Regions from separate parts of the Mus musculus genome. Here regions 2 and 3 are each linked to region 1. The links are chromatin contacts, called in public HiCAR-type and promoter capture Hi-C maps. All regions are on one chromosome and are shown on one strand. The core of a region is the stretch at or near the end of the contact, and the rest is flanking DNA. Distances in the headings are between cores, read along the strand shown.

Region 1 (2,700 bases), core at 201-2,700:
CTGAAGAGAGAGCAGCCGGTTTCAGCTAGAGTAAGACCACCAAGAAACTATTAGGAGAGAATGGAAACAAAGAGAATTTCCCTAACAGTGGAAAGATTTGGGGAAATTGATGGAAAGTAGGGAGAGAAGTCAGACATGGCTGTGGGTAACCTGGCCTGGGAACGTGATCCTGTAGTATTTAGAACATGGGTACGGATAGATAAATGCTACTTTGAATGACACCTGAAAGAGCCTGGGTGAGGCTGGAAACGTGACTGGTACCCACAGATATTTGGATAGCAGTTATATTAAGGTTTACCCTGCTTGGAGAAGCAGCCACAGATGGCACTGGATAGCCAATTCTGGTGCCACCGGTTTGTAATCCCAGCTGTTTGGAAGGCTGAGGCAGGAGAATGTTGAATTTAAGGTCTGTTTGGGCTAAACTGAGTTTAAGACCAGCCTGGTTGGACGCTGTCTCAAAAGTGAAAAACAAACAAACAAACAAACAAACAAACGAAGGTGCTGGTAGAGAGGGTTGTGAATGGGATGCAGCTCATTGGCAGGGGCCTTAGGTTTAGTCCGCCTACACACACAAATCACACTGGCTAAATCGTCTTTATCCTCAGTCCTATAGAGGAAGCCTTCTCAGATGTTCAGATTCCCACAACTTCCTAATGTCCCAGAAAGCTGGGTACATTTCACGAGGACAAAAACTTTTTTCTTTAATGTCTTCCCAGTCCTTGAAAAATTAGTGCCGGAAACCTGAAGAATTTCTGGGGTTCGGGGTATCAGCAACCCCAGACCCTTTGTGATTCTGTGAACCCCAGTAGAGGACAAGGACTAAAGACAAGTTTCTCTGAGCCCAGTAGGTTAGACCAGCCAGACATCAGCCATGGGCCTTCAATGTCACAGGTGGTGAGATTGTTCGCTTTTGGTAGAGGCCTCCAAATTCCTTCCCGGTATTTCCAACTTAATAGGAGGCAGTGAAAGTCATGGGCAAACAGGCTGGAGTGAGGAAGGGGGCCTGCCAATGAGTCATTTGGTCCTGGCCATTGCTTTCACTTCTGGGATATTCCAGCATCTCTCTGGGCTGTTACTTAAGCATAAGGATTATCAATCATTTGCTTCCCTAGTTCTGCCAGCAGGGTCGCCAGGAGCGCGATGCAGACCTGCCAGCCGCAGGGGGCCTTATCCATTCATCCATTTACCCACTCACCCACCCTTTCACCCACCTACCCATCCACCCACCCTCCGCCAAGCCCTTCCTCCTGCTTAGCTCAGTTTGGCTCTCCAGGCCTGCGGCGGCGCGTGGGCTTGCCAGCGCGGGGGACAGGGCCTGTGCTCCCGAGGGGTTGCGGGGTCGGGAGGCCGGGGACACCCAGGGGTGTGGCGGCGGCGAAGCCGAGCCCGTCCGAGCCGGCACCTTCGGGCGTCCCTGTCCCACGTGACTGTCGCCTCCTCCCTCCTCCCAGTCGCGCGCGCACGGGCCAGGCGTCTCGACTCCCGCGCGCGCTCGACTGGTCCCAGTCCCCGGGAGGAGAAGCGGAGGAGGGAACGAGCGAGGCGGCCCGGGGGAGCGGGCGCGAGCGGCGGCTGCCGGGGCCGCCTGTGCACCGCGGCGAGGGTGGCGGTGGCCTGAGCAGCGCGAGTGTGATGAGGCTGCCCTGCCTCGCAGCTCCGCTCGCAGCCAGCTGACAGCGCCTGCCCTCAGCACACCCGGAGGGGAGCCGCGGGGCCGTGACCTTGGCCGAGGAGGTAACCGGAGGGAGCGGAAGGGGAGGAGGCGGCGCCACCTGGAGTCCCCGGGACCCCTGGTCCCGCACCCGGTCCTCGCCCTGCGACGACGGGAGTCACGGTCCCCAATGAGTGGCGCGCCCGGCCGGCCGGGCTGGGGCGCTGCGCACGCCGCGGTCCACGGTGCTGAAACTGCTGCCCGGTGTGGCCAGTGCCTGGATGAGGGGCAAGGCTGCCTGCCATTTGCTGCCTCCGAGAGCAAGGGCCGAGCAGGATGAGCTGGGACCCAGATTTCTCTGCTCTTCTGGCTGATTGTTCCAGGCTTGTGCAGTTAGCTTGCTCTCGGAGGTGAGCCAGGTGATTGCTCAAGGCTTGACTTCCCATCAGCCTTGGGTTGCTTGGACCTAATTTGGAAGCTTTCTTCCAAAGATTAGTCAGGATCAGGTCCAGACTTAGCGCACCGAGGTGGGAGCACAGAGGAGCCATGGGCTGGCAGTGAAAGCAGGTGAAAGTGGAAAAGCCTATGTATGCCCAGGCTGTGTGGGGAGCCCAAGAAATGGAGAACAAACATGTGCCTGAAAAGAACACTTGTGGGGAAGGGGCCTCTGTCGCGCCTGCCATGGGAAACTAGCTGGCTACTAGGAGAAAGTGGGCTGCAGCGGGTGTTGGCTTTCTGCCCTTTGGGGAGAACCGCATCAAGTGGAGCAGCAAGTATCCAGGGAGAACAGTGGGTATTAGGGAAGTGCCAACCATGGGGTTTTTAAGTAAGTACCTAATACTTTTAAAAAGAGAGTATTCACAAAATGAAGTCCACAAAAACCTTAGCTAGCTGACTATTTCGAACTGGAAGGTTGTCTGTTGAGATTTCCTGGGGCTACTACAGATGTAAACTTCTGCCTTTGTATTTCTTTAAAAAAGAAAAACTCCATGTCTGGTGTTCTCCTCATCCCAGAAATGAAAGAATTCTTCCCGTGGTTTGGGTACTGT
Region 2 (2,700 bases), core at 174-2,673, 2.3 Mb before region 1:
AGCTCAGTAGTTAGGAGCACGTGCTGCTCTTCCAGAGCATCTGGATTCCCTCTTTAGCACCTGTTGTCTCAGTGGTTCTCAACTTTCCTAATGCTGTGACCCTTTAATACAGTTCCTCAGGTTGTGGTTGCCCCATCCCCCAACTATACAATTACTTCACTGCTATTTTATAACTGTAATTTTGCTATTGTTGTGAATCATAATGTAAATACCTAACAGATATGACATCTGATATGCAGTCCCTGTGAAAGGGTTGATTGACTCCCTAAGGGGGTCTCAACTCATAGGTTGAGAACAGCTGTATTTTCAGATGTCTCACGACCACCTGTTGCTCTGACTCCCAGGGATCTGAGGCCCTCTGCTGGCCTTCAGACAGACAGACAGACACACAACATGGTATGTGACCTCTCACACACAAATAATATAAATAAGTAAATAAATACATAGATAAACCCACATTAGATAGACAATAGGCACACTCTGTAATCAGTTACAATTAAAACACTGAGAAGCACCTAGGCTTACTCAATCTGCAAACTGTCCAAAGTACCATTTTAACGCCCATGAGAGGAACTGATAAGCTATTTAAGAGTTCGAAGGTCTGGGGGGCGAATAACTCAGTGGTACAGTATTCGCATCAAATTACAAGGTTCTGAATTTGATCTCCAACACTTCAACAGAGAAAAAATGGGAGAAGAGAAATTGTTTTGTAGAACGAACGTATTTTACAAAATATTGTAAACTTTAAGGTTGTGGGGATCAAATAACCCAGGTACATTCGGATATGACATAGGCAATTGACTCATCTTTGTGCCCCAGATACTGTAAAAATGGGAAGAGTTAGGATGCTATCTCTAGATTTCATTTTTACTGCTTTTAGTTTGCACTTTTAGTCCCTTTTCAGTTCTAAATTTATTCGGCTCCACTCCAGCCTCCACATATTTTTAAATCCCAGTTTACATTTTGTAAGGGTATTTCATTCTTTAAGATACCCAAGTGTTTAGACACAGAAAACCAAATTGGCTTTTAGAGACCGAAACCAGCCAACCCTGACACTGTGGTGCCATGCCTTGGCCATCTCACAGAGCATTGCATGCTGGGAATTGTAGTTCCACACTCTTTCACCCCCTTCCCTACCGCGAGTTTGAAAGGCCAGAGGCTGGTGGGCGGGCACAGAGGGCGGAACTCTCCGTTAGCCCCGCCCCCTGGCCTCCGCTCTCGCGCGGTTCTCCCCGGAGCAGCGCGCCAAGCCGGGGATGGGGTGTGGCCTCCGCCCTGGGGTGGCGGCAGTTGAGGCCGTGGCGCCTGCGGGCCGCGCAGAGGCTTCGGCCTGCGCCAAGTGTGGTCCCGCCCTGAGCGGGCGGGCGGCGGAGCGCGGGGCGGGGCCTGGAGAGAGGGTGGCGGCCCTCGGGGCGGGGGCGGGGCCGGCCTCTGGCTCCTTCTTCCTCCGCATGTGGCTGGTGGCGGCGCAGCAGTTGGGTTCACGTTCCGTTCTCCTGCCCCGTCTCCTTAAGGCTCTTCTGCCCTGCCGGGAGCCATGTCGATCTCCGAGAGCAGCCCGGCGGCCACCTCCCTGCCCAACGGCGACTGTGGCCGCCCCAGGGCGCGGTCCGGAGGGAACCGGGTGACTGTGGTGCTGGGAGCGCAGTGGGGCGACGAGGGCAAAGGGAAGGTGGTGGATCTACTGGCGCAGGACGCCGACATCGTGTGCCGCTGCCAGGTGAGGGAAGCCGGGCCCTTTCTGGGACGGCCGGCGCGGTGAGGTGTCACCTTGAGGTGCGTCCCTCGGGCTGGGAGCTGCGGGGAACCCCTGCCCTGGAGTCTCCGGTGACGCTCCGGGTGACTCTGGAGGAACCTGGAAGATGCGCGATGTTGGAGCTGCATTTCGGGGTCTGGGGACTGGGCTGGCGGTGCGCCGCGGGCAGAGTTGAGGGAGCTTCCGCCCGAGGCCTGCTCGGGACTCTGGCTAGACCCGGCCAGGCCCACCCGCCGGCGCGGACTAGGAAGGGTCCTTTTCCCCAATTTCCCTGAAATCGAGATTCAGCACTGCATTACCTACAGGCTTAGGCACGCAGAACCTCGCCTCCATCGGTCCACTTTGTTGATAGCAGAATCCGCTACGGGGCGATGAGACTGTTTGGGGCCCTCCGGTGCTTTTGTTTGTTTTTTGTTTTTAACTCGTATTTCATAGACTACTATTAAGGGGAGATCTGTTTTTATTACTCACCGGTCCTTAAGGAATCCCCAGTAAGTTGAAAAGTGAGTGTGAGGCAACTAAATACGGAGATTTCAAGTCGGATAATTTAGAAATGTTTACAATGCTTCGGTAATATAAAAAGTTGACTTTCAGGAAATCCAGTGTTTCCTACCCGGAGACACGTGGGTTTTAGTGTTAGTTTTTTTTTTTTTTTTTTTTTTTTTTCTTATTAGTCATTTGCTTTGAAGCAGCCTAGAGGGTAGGCCTTTGAAAAAGGCTCTCAGAAAACTATCATCCCCGTTTCAGAATTCAAAATAAATGAGCAGTTCCCACATTCAAAACAAGGTGCAGTGTTGGAAGTTAATGGTGGCGTATTTAGATTGTAAGAATTTTTTTCTCCCTGAAGGTACATGGTTTTGTGTGGGGGTGCCTTGTGGTCTAGGCTAATCGTGGAAAGCTTTTTTACCTAAAATTGAAACGTATGAAGAAACCGGCCTGTAAAA
Region 3 (2,700 bases), core at 197-2,696, 3.0 Mb after region 1:
GTGGGTAGAGAATCAAAGAAGACATACCCTGGGTAGGAAAGACTTTTTTTTTTTTTTTTTTTTTTTTTTTTTTGCTTAAAAAGCCCACACCTGGCAATCTCGAAGGACAAAGCCATGGGGTGAACACTGACTAGGGGCCAATCCCCTGGGGACCAGCATAGACACCAAGGGTGTGCAAGGGGATCGCAAGGACAAAGATTATTTGCGGCTTTGGAACGTTAACACCTTGCTCACCCCTCCTTACCTTGGCCCAAAGCCTGAGGTGTACCCTGAGCTACAGGGAAGAGAAAATGGGAGAAGCTTAGAGATGAGCTATCCCTGACTACTGCTCTAGGGAACAAGGAGACCCGTCCAGCCACTGGTCTCCTACACCGCACCTCCACTTGCCATCACCGCTGCTTTTGCTCCACAGATACCACGTATCCCAGAACCTCTCGGATAGGAACACAGGTAGGCCTGCAGAGCCCAAAAAGGAGGTAATCTACTTCCGGTCCAGCCCCTTCGGCCGTCCCCCCCACCCCCACGGCCACACCCTGCCTGGGCCGTTAATGTGGATGAGTCACCCACCGCCCTCCCGCCACTGGGGTGACGCAGGTCTGGGCAGCCCGCCCGCCCGCCCGCGGCCACCACCGGCTTTCCCAGCAGCAGGGGGCACGGGAGGGGGCAGCGGGTCTCAGGCTAGGGTAAGAGAGTTTGGATAGCAGCCAACCCCTACAGACAGGGCACATCCGAGTGCAGTCAGGGCTGCAGCCCGGAGATGTCCGAGGTCAAAGGCGCTCCAGGAGAAGAAGGGGGTTTCACAGAAGACCAGGCTACTGTGCAAATAACTCCCGGAGACCTGTGACCCCGAGTACCCGGACAAACGAACTAGCAGGAGGGGGGCAAAAGGGCGGTCTCGGGGTCACAGAAGGCAGGCAGTACCCACACGTGCTCCTGGACCAGGAAGTGAAAGGGGCGCGCGGTAAATTCATGGACCGGAGCGCGCGCCAGAACCTAGTTCTTGCGGCCACTCAGCAGCCTGCGGACGTCCGACGCCCTCCTTCCTTCTCCCCCCAAAGAGAACTCAACGCTGGAGCAAACGGCTGGGGCTTGGGACCAGACCTCTTGGGTCGGGACGGACGCCCCGTCTTGTGCACCCGTAAAACTTGCCTTGCTTAACTGCTGAACAATGCAGAGAAGGCTTGGGAACCGGACCTGACAGCACGGGGCGGGGCACCCAGTTGGGACCCCAGCGTCCGCCAGTCTTCAACCCCCACGCTCCCAGAAGCAAGTCTCAAGTGTTGGCTTCTTGCTTTCTACAGACCACACACATAATCCCCAACTCCCACCCCGCTGCCTTGGTCCCTCAGTCCTGCTCACCGTCCAAGAGGGCTGGATGAGAGCGCACGCACGACAGGGGCTGCAGCGGCGAGTGGAGCTCAAGACCCGGCCGGGCTTGGAGTTTTCTGGGGGGTCCCGCCTCAGACGGGGCGGACCAGGGGCGGGGCAAGGGCCAAGAGGGTTTAAAGGCGCCGCCGCGTGGAATGCTGGAGCGCTTAAGATAGGTGGTCAGTAGGCAGGAATGAGCCGTAAAGGACCTGCGGAGTCCTTGGCGCCGCTGCAAAAGGTCTCCGCCCAGGGGATCCTCAACCTGCATTCACCAGCCATAGACTTGTATCCTAATAGGAAACTTTCTGCCTAGACTAGCTAGCTCAGGATCGCAGGCCTGTTTCTATGAGAAGCCTACTATTACAAAAAGGCCGGCCTTTTGTAAATTCAGGTCCAGGAAGCGCCTTCCTACAGGATAGAGTAAGGAGTAATAGGTCTGGTGCTTACAGGCTGGGACAGCACCCCCACGTGGTTCTGCTTGCCATTTAACTTCAAGCCCGGGCAAAAAAAAAAAAAGAACAGTGAGGTCACTCCTTGCCCGGGGCCTTGAGGGTGTGGTAGGGCTTGGGACCTGGGATTCAGACCCAGTTCTCTCTCTCCCTTCCATCTCCCATTTAATAAATTGACATTTCTTCTTAGATCTTGGAGGGTTGGAGGCGGGGGCTTAGTGGAGGAAGTTGGCAGGCACTTTTCTACCCCTTAAGAGTGAAGAGCAATAGTTGAGGGGTGTCCAGAACACCTACTTTTTCAGGCTGTAGTTAGCGGAGTTCCCCATTTAAAACCCACCAGTGTTTTTCTTTCTTCACGTTATGGAGTCCCCCGTTGAGCCTGATATTTAAAAGAACAGCAGCCAGTTCCACCCTGACCTTTGACTTCTCTATTCCCCAAAGTCCCGCTCAGACCCACAGAATGTCAAGTTTCAGTCCCCTGTGCCTTTAGGGTGTTCCTCTGCCCGAAAGTGGGTTTCCTTCACTGCCCCGTCACCTGCTCTGCCTGTTACCTGCTTGTGTGGCTTCTGGTCAATTACAAAAGCACCTTTGGCTTTAGTTGCCGTGCCCAGTCTACAAAATAAACTCCGGGCGGTGGACGGGACATGGAAAGAACTCTGAGCAGTCTCCTGTGAGTGTCCCAGGAATCCCCACATGTTTTAAGTATTTACTAAATATTGACTCAAACTGAACTCTTTGTGCCAATGTGATAACCAGCTTACAGCTTTATCACAGTGCGTAGTTGGCCTCAGTGACTAGCGAGAACTCCCCAAGGACAAAGGCATTATCCCAGTGATTTCTCTATTTTCTCATGGCTTCTGGCCTAACAGCAGATCTCTACTAG

What was found. Promoter capture Hi-C pulls out the DNA fragments that hold promoters and counts their contacts. HiCAR-type assays count read pairs that join an accessible place to other places.
Region 2: a contact with region 1 is called in a HiCAR-type map of astrocytes, with 5 times the contacts expected there. The contact joins the promoter of Adss here to the promoter of Rgs7 in region 1. A contact is called at or near these places in 1 of 39 promoter capture datasets (pre-B cells) and 1 of 115 datasets of contacts at active chromatin or transcription factors (astrocytes).
Region 3: a promoter capture Hi-C map of cranial neural crest shows a contact between it and region 1. The contact joins the promoter of Tagln2 here to the promoter of Rgs7 in region 1.

Annotation. Positions count from the first base shown.
Region 1 is chr1:175,491,295-175,493,994 of GRCm38.p6, reverse strand. Rgs7 (regulator of G protein signaling 7) reads left to right here and starts at 1,450. Exons shown (of 18, transcript NM_001347195.1): 1 at 1,450-1,734.
Region 2 is chr1:177,795,232-177,797,931 of GRCm38.p6, reverse strand. Adss (adenylosuccinate synthetase, non muscle) reads left to right here and starts at 1,423. Exons shown (of 13, transcript NM_007422.3): 1 at 1,423-1,720. The coding sequence starts at 1,538.
Region 3 is chr1:172,498,992-172,501,691 of GRCm38.p6, reverse strand. Tagln2 (transgelin 2) reads right to left here and starts at 1,446. Exons shown (of 5, transcript NM_178598.2): 1 at 1,360-1,446.